Regions from separate parts of the Sus scrofa genome. Here region 2 is linked to region 1. The links are chromatin contacts, called in public Hi-C maps. All regions are on one chromosome and are shown on one strand. The core of a region is the stretch at or near the end of the contact, and the rest is flanking DNA. Distances in the headings are between cores, read along the strand shown.

The links. A called contact is a pair of places that touch in the nucleus more often than the background predicts.
Region 2: a contact with region 1 is called in a Hi-C map of retroperitoneal adipose tissue, with 1.7 times the contacts expected there. A contact is called at or near these places in 9 of 47 Hi-C or Micro-C datasets (embryonic fibroblasts, fetal heart ventricle, heart right ventricle and 4 more) and 2 of 2 datasets of targeted methods (alveolar macrophages and skeletal muscle).

Annotation. Positions count from the first base shown.
Region 1 is chr3:93,659,552-93,665,556 of Sscrofa11.1, reverse strand. The region is part of intron 1 of LOC110260019 (a long non-coding RNA gene); the gene reads left to right. Among named protein-coding and RNA genes, the nearest start is that of MCFD2, 42 kb to the right of the region's middle.
Region 2 is chr3:93,726,987-93,732,991 of Sscrofa11.1, reverse strand. No RefSeq gene overlaps it. Among named protein-coding and RNA genes, the nearest start is that of MCFD2, 110 kb to the right of the region's middle.

The sequences.
Region 1 (6,005 bases), core at 1,502-4,001:
CTCTAGAGAATTCCAACTGGATGTATTTCATGCATCAGGCGGGCATGATTTCTGCAACCCAGTGAAGCTGTTCTCAAAGGAAATAAATCTGGGTTCCCCACCACCTTCTCTGACCACGTGCCTCCCTCCTAGCGCTGAGGGGAGAGTCTGTGACCCCAGCCTGCCCAACCTGACTTAATACAGCATTCCGGGTCCCAAACAACCTCCCTTCTTCCTCTACCTCAAGGCTGAGTTCCCATTCCCATGACAAGAGACAAAAGGTCGAGGACCCAGGGAAAATGAAGGGAAACCACCCGAAGTCCCACCAGTCCAGCTACTGCTGGTCCCGAGGCGCCTCTGGACCGAAGCCTTCCCCTTAGACCTGTGGTTCTCAATGGGGATGATTTGTCAAAGTCCTGAGACATTTTGGGTTGTAGCGACAGGGTGCTCCTGGCATCTGATGGGTAGAGGCAGGTAGGCTGCTACACACTCTGAAATGCACAGGACAGGCTTCCACAACAAAAGATAATCCAGCCCTCAGAGTCAAGTGCTGAGGCAGAGAAAGCCCACTTTTTTCTTTTCTTTTGGCTGCCCCACAGCATAAGGAGTTCCTGGGTCAGGAGTCAGATTTGAGCCACAGCTGCGACCATTGCCGATTCTTTAACCCACTGTGCTGGGGGCAGCAGCGATCAAACCTGCATCCTGGCACTGCAGAGATGCTGCCAACCCTGTGGAGCCACAGTGGGAACCCTAGAAAGCCCACTTTAGACATGGGTGCCCTTGCCCACAGAAGCCAGCAGGAGGCTAGATGCTTGGAGCAGGGCTCCCAGGAAGGTGTCCTAGTGAGAAGCGCAAATGAGACAAGAGCCAGACCTAGCATCTGAGTGCCCAGTCTGGATGTGGCTTGGAGGGGCTTCAACCAACCCAAGGTCTCCCAGGGACAAGGCAGGGCTGGGCCTGGAACCCACCTCTCTGTCCTGCTTGGTCAAGTCTGAGATAGATCCCCTGAGTCTTCTCTGAAGGGCAGCACCTGCCTGAGTTTAAGGGGCTCCTCCCTTCCCCCTCCCAGTACCCCCACTCCAGTGAGCTAGGTGACTGTTTTTCTTCTTCGGAGCTTACAGTGTGTTCAGCCATCTGACACTGTGGGCCTCGGGGACCTGAGCAGGCATCCATCAGGAGCAGCCTAGGGCCCACCCTCCACCAGCCTGGCTCAGGGTGTTTTGGCAACTTACACAAAAAACACACACACCCACATCCACAAACGAAAGCAGAGCTGTCTCCAGGACATGTGTCTGCCCCACTGTGGCTCAGTTTTATTTGTTTATAGACAGAACTGGCCTGCATTTGCCATCAGTTGAACCCTCCAATCCCCTCCACTCCCAACTCCATACTTGGGCCCATGCCCTGTGCACACCTCGGACCCCCAGGCCCCGCTGCCCAGCTGGCCTCTCTCCTCCTGAGCCCAGGGCACAGATCCCAGAGGCCCTACAGTGCCCAGCCTGAATCCGGTGGCATCTGCTGCGAAGACACTCCAAGGGAAAATGTGCCCTCAGATCAGCTGGGCTTGGGGTTGGAGCACGGGCCCAAGAGAGCAGGACTGTCAGGCTTGGAATCCAGCTGCTCCCCTTCTGCCCTATGACCTTGGGCAAGCTCCTTCACCTCTCTGCACCTGCCTTCGTTCTGTAAAATCGGGGTGCTGACAGTAGGGCTGTGGTGAGGACCTCCAGCTGCAAAGTACTTAGAGCACAGCCAAGTGCTAGATCAAAAGGAATAGCTATTATTATTATCATCTGTCTTCATGCTCCTTTGTGAAGCCTGAGCACTAAAGTCCCAGTGGGACCACACAGGGCTGAAGACCACCCTCCTTCCGGGCCAGATCCAAGGCCAGCCTCTCCCACTCACCGCACCCACCCCCACCCCTGCCGCTCAGGGTGTGTCTGACACTGACGAGTAGGGGACAATTTTCGGGCAGAGGCTGTCATATTCCTTCTCCCACAACAGGCACCGGAATCGAACAGCTCTTTGCTGTGAGTGTGCAGTTCACGGGCAGGATGGGGTGGGGGTGGCAGGGAGAGCAAGGCCTGGCCCTTGTGTCTGGTCAGCAGAGACTCTGGACCTCACTTCCAATGCCTAGATCCCTCTCTGTCCCTCCAGGCAGACTCCTCTCCCCACACCAGCCCCCCCACGATGTCTGAGGACCCATCTCTGGGCAGAGGGGCGGGGGCACCCCTGGTCCTGAGGTTGAGGTGAGCCTTCTGCCCCAAGCCTTCATCTTCACCATTTCTTTTTTTTTTTTTTGGCTGTCCCTGTGTATCTGAGAGGCACACATTTCTATGCAAGTTCCATCTCCTGCCACAGTCCTTATGGGTCAACACACAAGATTTCTAGCCGTTGATACTGTAACCTTGTTCCATTGCTTCCCCCCGCTCCCAGGACACATTACTGGGCCCCCTCCCATCATTTCCACCCAGGCGGCACTGTGCTGTTTCCCTGTCCCCATTCCCAAGCTCCTCCCTGTCCCTCTGCTCCCCACCCCCAGCACAGCAGTCTCACTGCCTTTCTTTAACTCCTCACCTCTGCCCTGTGGTCCTGCAGGAGGCTGCCTGCTCCCAGGTGCTGGCCTGGTGACCACCTCCAAGAGGAGGGAGAGGTCCAGTCTTTAGAAGACCCTTAGGGGCCTGACATCCAGCCAACCAATCTGTAGGCCCTGGTTTCTACGTTCTCTATAATTCATGTTTTGTTATTTAGCACTTTCTTATCAAAGAGCTCCTTCAGTCTCTGCAACAATCTGACAGACAAGGCCACACTTCAGGCTTCGCTTGTGAGTGGCTCTGGCGGGAGGAGTGGAAGTCCCAGGCTCCTCTGCCCACCGTGGGTTCCCGCTGCCAACATTAATTAATTGCTTTGAAGGATGGGAAACGGGAAAGGGAGAAATTCCAGCTTCCCTTTCAGACCAAGGATGCCTTAAAGGCATTCCTTTGACTGTCTCAAAGATAAAGGCCACATCTCCTCCAAACTGGGACATCCCCAAGTTACTGACCTACTGACCTGGGCATCTGGTTGCCCAGAACTATGGATGCTTGGTCTAGAAGGCAACTGCATCTCCAAACTGAAGGCTGGCCTCCGAAAGACAGTCTTTCTGTGCACCTCCACTCCAGGGTAAGAGGTTTTTTTTTCTGTTTTTTGTTGTTTCTCTTTTTGCCGTTTCTGGGGCTACTCCCACGGCATATGGAGGTTCCCAGGCTAGGGGTCTAATCGGAGCTGTAGCTGCCAGCCTACACCACAGCCACAGCAACACAGGATCTGAGCCGTGTCTGCAACCTACACCACAGCTCACAGCAATGTCGGATCCTTAACCCACTGAGCAAGGCCAGGGATTGAACCCACAACCTCATGGTTCCTAGTCGGATTCCACTGAGCCACAATGAGAACTCCCAGGGTAAACATTTAAAGTTCCCCTTCCCTAGGTACATCACATGGGACTCCTGGCTCCTGGCTAAAGGACTGGCCTCTTTTGTCCCACCCTCATCCCCCTATCATCCTAGACATCGCAGATCCACAGTGACTGCTTGATAAATCCCGGGGGCAGAGGCAGGAACCTGATCCTCTGGAACAGTGTTCTCAGGAGCAGCTGAAGAGAGTCAAGCTGCCAGCAAGGAGCAGGGCAGCCCCTCCCCTCGGGCTCCAGCCCTGAGTGCAGGGCCAGATTGGGGCGGGGGTGGGGGGGGATGGTAGCTGGAAGAGGGTAAAGGCGAGGACAGGGAATCAGCAAGTCACAAGGCCCAGGGTGGTGGGAGGAAGTGGCCTCAATGGTCCAAAACCCTCTCTGACTTTTCAACTGGGAATTTCTGCTCCCCACCTCACCCCCATATTCCTCACTCCAGCACACTAACCTCACTTTGCACAATCAATGGATTCCTGAAAAGATACCAAGAAATCGTTTGGTTTTTTTTGGGGGGGGGAATCATACCCTGTTCTGAATGCCCAGTGGGGAATGCTGTGTTGAAATACATCTTCTGTAAATCCTTGAATAAAGAAACCCCGCCTCCCATCACCCCTGTTGCCCAGATCAGGTGAGTTTCTCTAGAATGCTCCCTTACTTTCTACATCATAAGCTGCCCCCGTCCAGGCTCACCTGGTTTAGAGGTGGAGGTTGGGCTGGGGGGAACCCTCCCCCTCAGGGGACAGAAGGACAAATACTATGATGTTTGCCCTGTGCGGGCAGGACCTTAGTCCCACAGCGCTGTGAGTCACAGGCGATGAGTCACCCCTGCATTGTTTGTGTTGATGATCCTTAGAGGAATCAGTCAGACTGTAGGCGAAGCTGACTTTTCTCAGCTCACTCTGGGCTTGTGAATTTGCACGCATGCATGCCCGTGTGTGCGTGTGTGTGTGTGTGTGCATGCTTACACCCCTCACCCCCGGAGTGCACATGGGGCAGTATCTCCCTGTAAAATCACTATTTCCTAAAAATGACTGTCCTTCAATCACAAGCTTGTGTGTTAAAGATGACAGGGTCAAGACTGTAGAGTATAAGCTTCTGGAACCATCCCTTAGGTGGTTGGCTAATGGGTAGCTGGCTAAACAAAGCAAGGAATGCCTACATTGATGGATAACTATTCTGGTGCAGTGGGGAAAGACTGCTCCCTGCTCCCCCAAGGAGGGCACCCCCTCCTCTCCTGGGTCACCCCCCTCCCCATTTATCAATCACATCAAGCTGGTTTGGGGAAGTTCCCTTCAAAGCTCAGCAGTTAATGAACCCGACTAGGATCCATGAGGACGTGGGTTCAATCCCTGGCCTTGCTCAGTGGGTTAAGGATCTGGTGTTGCTATGAGCTGTGGTGAAGGTTGCAGACATAGCTCAGATCTGGTGGGGGTATGGCTGTGGTGTAGGTCAGCAGCTATAGCTCCAATTTGACCCCTAGCCTGGGAACCTGCATATGCCCTGGGTACAACCCTAAAAAAAAGGGATTGGTTTGGGTCTCCCCACTAGGCTGAGCTCCTTAGGGCAACAGCTGTAGCTCATTCATCTTTGTACACCTGGCACATCGCATTGCACATAATGGATTCCCCTAAATACTTTTGGGCTAATGTCCCAAGGCCAGTGTTGACCTTGACCCCCTCTATTCCTTACACGGTTAATGCACAGAGCCTCTCTGGCTTCGGTGGAAGCCTGCCTTCCCCTGGGCGGACAGGGCCAAGGGAAGCTGGTCTTCACAGGCCTCCCCAACCCCATCCAGGGGCAACTGAGGCAGGAAGGGGTCTGTTTTCTGATCTGGGGAGCATTCTGAAGAACACGAACCCTGCAAGCAGAAGGGCTTGTTTCTGAATTAGTCCAGACAGATTTGGCCACCAGGAACTAATGCTCCCTGGAGCTGGCCTCGGGAAACTCTGTTTAAGGAATAGAGGGTGTCTTAAACCCAAGGATGAGGGCCTAGAACTCATCCAAAAACATTTTCTATACAAATGTGGGTACAAGCATAATTTTTACAAATATGAAATCCACCTGCACATCCATGCTTGTTATTTCCCTTCAATGATTTATTACAAACATCGTTTTGGGTTAACAAACCTGGACTTCAAGCTTGACTCATTACTCGCAGTGTTTACATGTCAGGGTTACACGCATGTGCTCTGTCGTCTGATAGCTTACATGTCATTTTTTCCGTGGCAAACAACATTAAGATAGAATGCCATTGTCATCTCCATCAGACAGTTATTTACAGGAGCATCACTGGATGACAGGGGAGGCAATGGGGTTTTCAAGTGTCTTGAGGCCTAACATCTACCTTCTCTCCCAGGAAGGACTGCACCAATGAAGCCCCCTCTCCAGCAGCCGAGGATGGTGCGTGTCCTCTCATGTCTCACTGGCCTGGGTCCTGTGAGCCTGTAAATGATCTTCAAAGAGCCACACAGTCATGAATCGATTTTCCCCGCCCTGGCTGAAATACAACTGCACAGGGGACAATCCAAACTCCCTGGGGAGGGACTGCCACTGCCAAACGGCTTCTACCACGTGCCAGGCA
Region 2 (6,005 bases), core at 1,627-4,126, 67 kb before region 1:
ATTCCTTCCCATCCTTTACTTATATCTCCTGCGCCAGTCAGTGCAGCGAAAAGAAACCCAAACATTTTAACTACCCTTCCCTCTGCTCCCCAAGAGACAGCTCTGCCTGTGGTTTTTAGGAGGCTGAAGTCCCTCTGGGCCCTTCACCCCATGGACGCTCCATCCACCCGCACAGTCCATGGATCCCTCTGGGTGGTCCGGAACCTGCTCTACCCGGTGACCACAAACCCCCGCCTTGGGCTGGCCCGGGACCCCTTCCCAACCCACAGCCAGAGAAGGGGCCATTTGTTACTTCTAAGTGTATCCAGCCTCAGCGCCATGAGCAGACGCCTCCCCCTTTCTGGACCCTATTATAGGAACACGGATTTTGGCTGCCCTCTCTTCACCCCAAAGAAGGGCTGCTTTTGCAATAAAGGGCATTAGAAAATTGTCATCTGCCAGGAATGCATAGATATTTTTCCTGCACAGTCTCTGCCCTGGGCTGATCTAGCATGATTGACAGGGAGATAGAGAACATGGGACAGGGGGAGGTGGGGGTGGGAAGGGGGCTGGAGAGGGTAGAGAATAGAGAGAAAGGAAGATGAAAGCCCAGAATTTTAGAACTGGGGGAGGAGAAGGATGATCATCCCGCAGGACTGCCCCAGCGCGCACACCACCCAAGCTGCAGAGGAGGACACTGAAGCCTCAGGGACAAGGACCAGTTTCCTTCTGTCCCATCCTGTCCCTCATCAATAATGGGTGGAGTCCAGACCAGCAGGCAGGTCTCCTGACTCTAATCCCTGCCTACACCATCCCTCCTCCTGACACAAGGCAGAGAAAGTGGACTGTCTTGGCAGCAAAATGAAACCTTTTGATTTACAAGGAATTCTGAGATATCTTCCAGTTGACAGTCTGGAGAGCTGCATAAGCCCACACGTTTGTGGGGGCAGCGTTTAATGAAATGAACACATGAGTTATTCACTTTTCATTAAGGATGACATGCAGAGTCCATATCGAAGGCTGAAACATAGGTCCCAGCCTGGAGTCCCAGGGTCCCAGGGAGCACTGGTCTCCAGACACACACACACACTGTCATGTTCATTCTCTCTCAGAGACCCAGAAACTAGGTAATAGTGCTCCAGTGCAGAGAGGAGAAAACTGAGGTTCAGAGAGAGCAAGATAAGAGGCCTGATGTCTCCCAGGCAGTGAGTAACAGAGGCAAATTTTATATCCCAGGAGACTTTGGCTCCATTAGCTGTCCACGCAGGAGCAGGAGGCTGCCTGCCTGGGCAGGGCTGGGGTCCAGTTGTGCAGATGTCCCTTGGAGTAAGGGCCCAAGCTGTAGACACCCCCTCCAGATGGATGCTCCAAAGACAGAGGGGTCCTGGGTCCTGGCGAGGGGATCCCTAGGCTTTGGTGTCCAGATCCAGCCAGACAGTGGGCAAGCCTGTGAGGTCTCAAGGGCAATGAGGCCGTGAAAGTGTTGCCTAACAGGCTTTGCTTTCCCAGCTTTCCAGCTCCCCAGCTTCAGAGCAGCTTGGCATCTATATCAAGAAACCCAGGAGTTCCTGTGGTGGCGTAGTGGTTAACAAATCTGACTAGGAACCACGAAGTTGCGGGTTCGGTCCCTGTCCTTGCTCAGTGGGTTGACGATCCAGCATTGCTGTGAGCTGTGGTGTGGGTTGTAGACGCGGCTTGGATCCCGCGTTGCTGTGGCTCTGGTGTTGGCCAGTGGCTACAGCTCCAATTCGACCCCTAGCCTGGGAACCCCCGTATGCCACGGGAGCAGCCCAAAGAAATAGCAAAAAGGCAAAAAGACAAAAAAAAAAAAAAAAAAAAAAGAAACCCAGCCCTGGAGTTCCTGTCGTGGCACAGTGGTTAACCAATCTGACTAGGAACCATGAGGTTGTGGGTTCGATCCCTGGCCTTTCTCAGTGGGTTAAGGATCTGGCGTTGCCGTGAGCTGTGGTGTAGGTTGCAGACGTGGCTTTGATCCTGCGTTGCTGTGGCTCTGGTGCAGGCGGGCAGCTACAGCTCTGATTAGACCCCTAGCCTGGGAACCTCCATATACCATGGGAAGTGGCCCTAGAAACGTCAGAAAGACCAAAAAAAAAAAAAAAAGAAAAGAAAAGAAAAAGAAAAAAAAGAAACCCAGCCCATCTCAGATGCAGGTACAATGAGTCAGTGCCCTGGAGCCACCCAGATGCAAGTCTGAATCCTGAGCCTGCCACTTACTATCTGATAGACCCTGATAAAGTGCCTCAATCCAAACCATAATAGTTACATAACAATACCCACCTCTGGGCACTGTCCTGAAAATTATTAACAGCAACTCTGTAATAGAAGCATTTTTTGACATCACCTGAGCTGACCTTCCATACAACCTCGTAACATACACTATGGTTAGCTCCATTTTACCCATGGGGAGAGGGAAGCTCAGAGAAGGTACCTGCTTGCCCAGAGCACAGGGTTAGCAAGTGATAGGACCAGCATTTGAACCGAGGTCTGTGTCACCCCCAGCCCACTCACGCAACTCTATCAGCAAAGCACCGAGCACATAGAAGACACAAGACAAATGGGAGCTCCAGTCCCTTCTTTTTCCCCTAAAAGTCCAGATTCCCGCAGTGCCCTCCGGGACTTGCTTTGGGGCTTGCCTACATGGAGTTCTCTAGAAGTCAGGAGAAAGCTGGAGGTGGGGGCAAAGGGGAGGGGATCTCTCATTACAGGCTCCCCCCCCCTTCCCCCAGCTTCCTTATAGGGTTTGGCAAAAGCTGCTTCACTCAAGGCCTCTTGTGTTGCTGGAAACAATACAAGTTTATTTTGGCACCGCAGCGAGAGCCCGACTCTCCCGCTCTGGACGCCTGTGTGGGAAGAGGATGCAGAGAACGTGGCCCAGACCCCGTCAGTTCCCGTTATTCTCCCAGCACGTCCATGGCCCAGGCGTATCCATCACAGGCAGTTTGGACAAGGAAATGAGATAAGAGCTATATTTCCACTTCATACAGATGACACGACTGGCCTGCCCCTTCCTTTGGCCCCCCCCCGTCCCCCCCGCCAAAAAAGAAGTGAAGCTGAGGGCACGGTGCTGAGGTGAACTGTCCACTCTTCCCCCATCCCCTCTCGACACTGTGGGCACTTGGTCTAGCAGCCTCCTCACCTGGACACTTGGCTACCTGTGCCGATGAAAGTATCCGCACTCAGAGTTGCAGGGGACTAGCTGGTCCAAGGCCCCACCTGGCTTAGATTCACAGTCAGCAAGCATTTATCCCACACCAACCCCGGGCCAAGCAAGGAGTACTTTTGCATCTGTTAGTTCCTATTTCAGAATCCTCATGCTGCCCCTTTCCAGAAAAGCCTCTTATTTCCCGTGTTCACGAAAGTGGAGACTGAGGCTCAGGGAGATGAAGCAGCTGCCTCAAGGTCATGCAGGGAGTAGGGCAGAGGTGGAACCAGGAGGTGGTTCTTTCAACCCTGAGACCAGGCCAGTCTCTCCCAGCCCCGGAGACGGCCCATCTGCACCCCTCTCAGTGGAAGCCTCATCTGGGCTTTGGCTGAGCTCCTCCGGGGTTCCCTGAGAAAGCCTCAGCTAAAAGGCTCTTCAGGTGAGTTAAAGTCTGCCTCCCTGTCACTTTCTCCCATAGGTCCCCAAAGTCCTAACTCTAACTCCAGGCCAAGAGAGAAAAGGCAGATCTCTGCCCTTGCCCATAGTTGTTCTTTAGCGATGGGGAGATGACCCCACATGGTCCCTGATCCTGTCCCAGGAGTGGTGGGCGTGGGGGACTGGTGTCAGAAGCCTGGTTCTGTGGGCCTTCTCAAGCCAGTGAGGGGCAGGGTGAGGCCCGAATGTGGGTCCTGACTGCTCCACTTGGCTCTGGAAGGGAGGTAGGGGAAGCTAGAGGTGAAAGGTGCAACTGCAGGCCCCAGGTGAGAGGGATGGAGGGGGGACTCCCACCCTGGCCCAGGGAACCGGGACCATCCAGCAACAACAAGGAAGGCACGACAAAGTGGGCTGTGACCTGTGGTGGGGGAAGGGCCCTTGGGCTCTAGAGGGCACACACCACAGGCTCAGGTAGGGGAGCTGCTGATTCACCAGCAGGAATGGCCCTGGTGACAGCTTTCAGAGCTCTTGAAGGAGGAGACAGGACCAGCTTCATCTCGGTGTACAGATGTGGAAACTGAGGCTCCGAGATCTCAGATGTCCCCCCCAGTCAGGGGCAAGGTGAGATCCGAACACAGGTCCTCAGGCTCCCAAGTACAGCGGACGTTTCCGCTCTGCTGTGCCCCCCTCTTCCTCTGGTGACTCTAAAAGGAGGGGTCCAGGCACAGCCGCGAAGGAGCAGGTGGGAAGAAGTCAGCTCGTCAAAGGGTGGGGAGGAAGAGGACAGTCCGACGGGTGGACGTGATCCATCGGTGAGCCCTCATCTTCCCGAGTGCCCGCAGTCCAGGCCAGGCTCAGTCCACCCTCTCTACCACTGCCCCTGCCACCCCCCCCAGCCCCCCAGCCCCCGCTTTGAATAGGAAGAGACCTGATCTGTGCTTGCAGTTCCCACCCAAGATGAGGCTGAACCACTTACGGTTCCTATTTAAAGCCATATCTCCTTCGTCATTTCAGCACCAACCAACAATTAAATCTGATTCAATCAAGCAGTGACAACTAATTTAAACTGGGCCTCACAATCCGCCTGTCCCTGGCTATTTAAAACCCTCTCCTGGCCTCTGGGCAGAGGCCAAGACTGTTTGTCCTGCCAAGAGCAAAGCCCTGCCTGCCTCGCTCCAGATCGGGATCCAGATCCGGACACAGGTAGCATGTAGGGCCGGGCCCTGTGGCCCTGTGTTGGGGCTGTCTGCCCCAGCGCAGGCCTGGGCTGAGTCTCTGGTGGGGTTCAGGGATGGCTTCTGAGAGGGATGGCTCCTGGGAGGGGTTGGGGAAGCCATGGGGAGGGGGCCCACAGAAGCAAAGAAAAGCCAAAGCCCACTTAAGAGGGCCTGTGAGCCCCAAGTGCGCACACACCTCTGGTCTTGTGTTGGTTTAGGTCAGACCCTGAGCAAAGGCGGCCGCCTGGGGAGTGCTGAGAACATTGGATTTGAATCGTGACTTGGCAATCGACTGCCCAGTCCTGTGACCTTGGCTAGGTCTCTTGGGCTTTCTCAGTGTGATCGGTCCCTTCCTCCATGTAATGGGAATTCCTAAAATCTCTCCCCAACCATCTCCCTGGGTTGCTCAGAGATCTCTCACACCTGACATCCAGATAAAAGCACTTGGAAAATAGGAAGTCCCAAGACAGGGAGATGATGAGTAGAGCCAGCTTGGGCTTGTATCCGGTCCAGTGCTGAGAGGGCAGCCTGGCGGATTCTAACACGAGTCATTCAAGGGATGGCCAGCACTCACATGGCTCTGGAGCTGCAAGAGCACACAATGATGACCCCTCCGGGCTGAGGACTCAGTCCAGCCAGGGGGAGTCAAGGAGGCACGAGGCAGTGGGCTTGGGCCGAGCTTTGGAGGCTGGGCAAGACTGGAAAAAGCTAAGAGTGGGAAAGAAGCCACACAGAGCTGGCAAAGAACTTCCACCGCCATTTCCCATCTACCCTTCACGACCACCTCCATTTAAAAAAAAAAAAAAAAAGTTTTTTTGGCTTTTGAGGGCGCACCCTCGCATATGGAGGTTCCCAGGCTAGGGGTCGAATGGGGAGCTACAGCTGCCGGCCTATGCCACAGCCATAGCAACGCAGGATCCAAGCCACGTATGCGACCTACACCACATCTCATGGCAACACTGGATTCTCGTGAAGCAGAAAATTAACTCAGGTAGTCAGTGTAGGAGCATGAACTTCGATGCATTCTTTATATGGCCATTGATGAACATTTGTGGCTTAAGGACTCCTGGAAATAACATCCCCACAGGCCGTGTTTACTGTAGGGAGTGTACCTATGCCCCAGATGGATATTAATCCCTGATCTCCTGTGATTCAGTTTGCGGGAAGAAAAGGGCAAAGAAACTATGAGACAACGGGACATTTCCACTCCT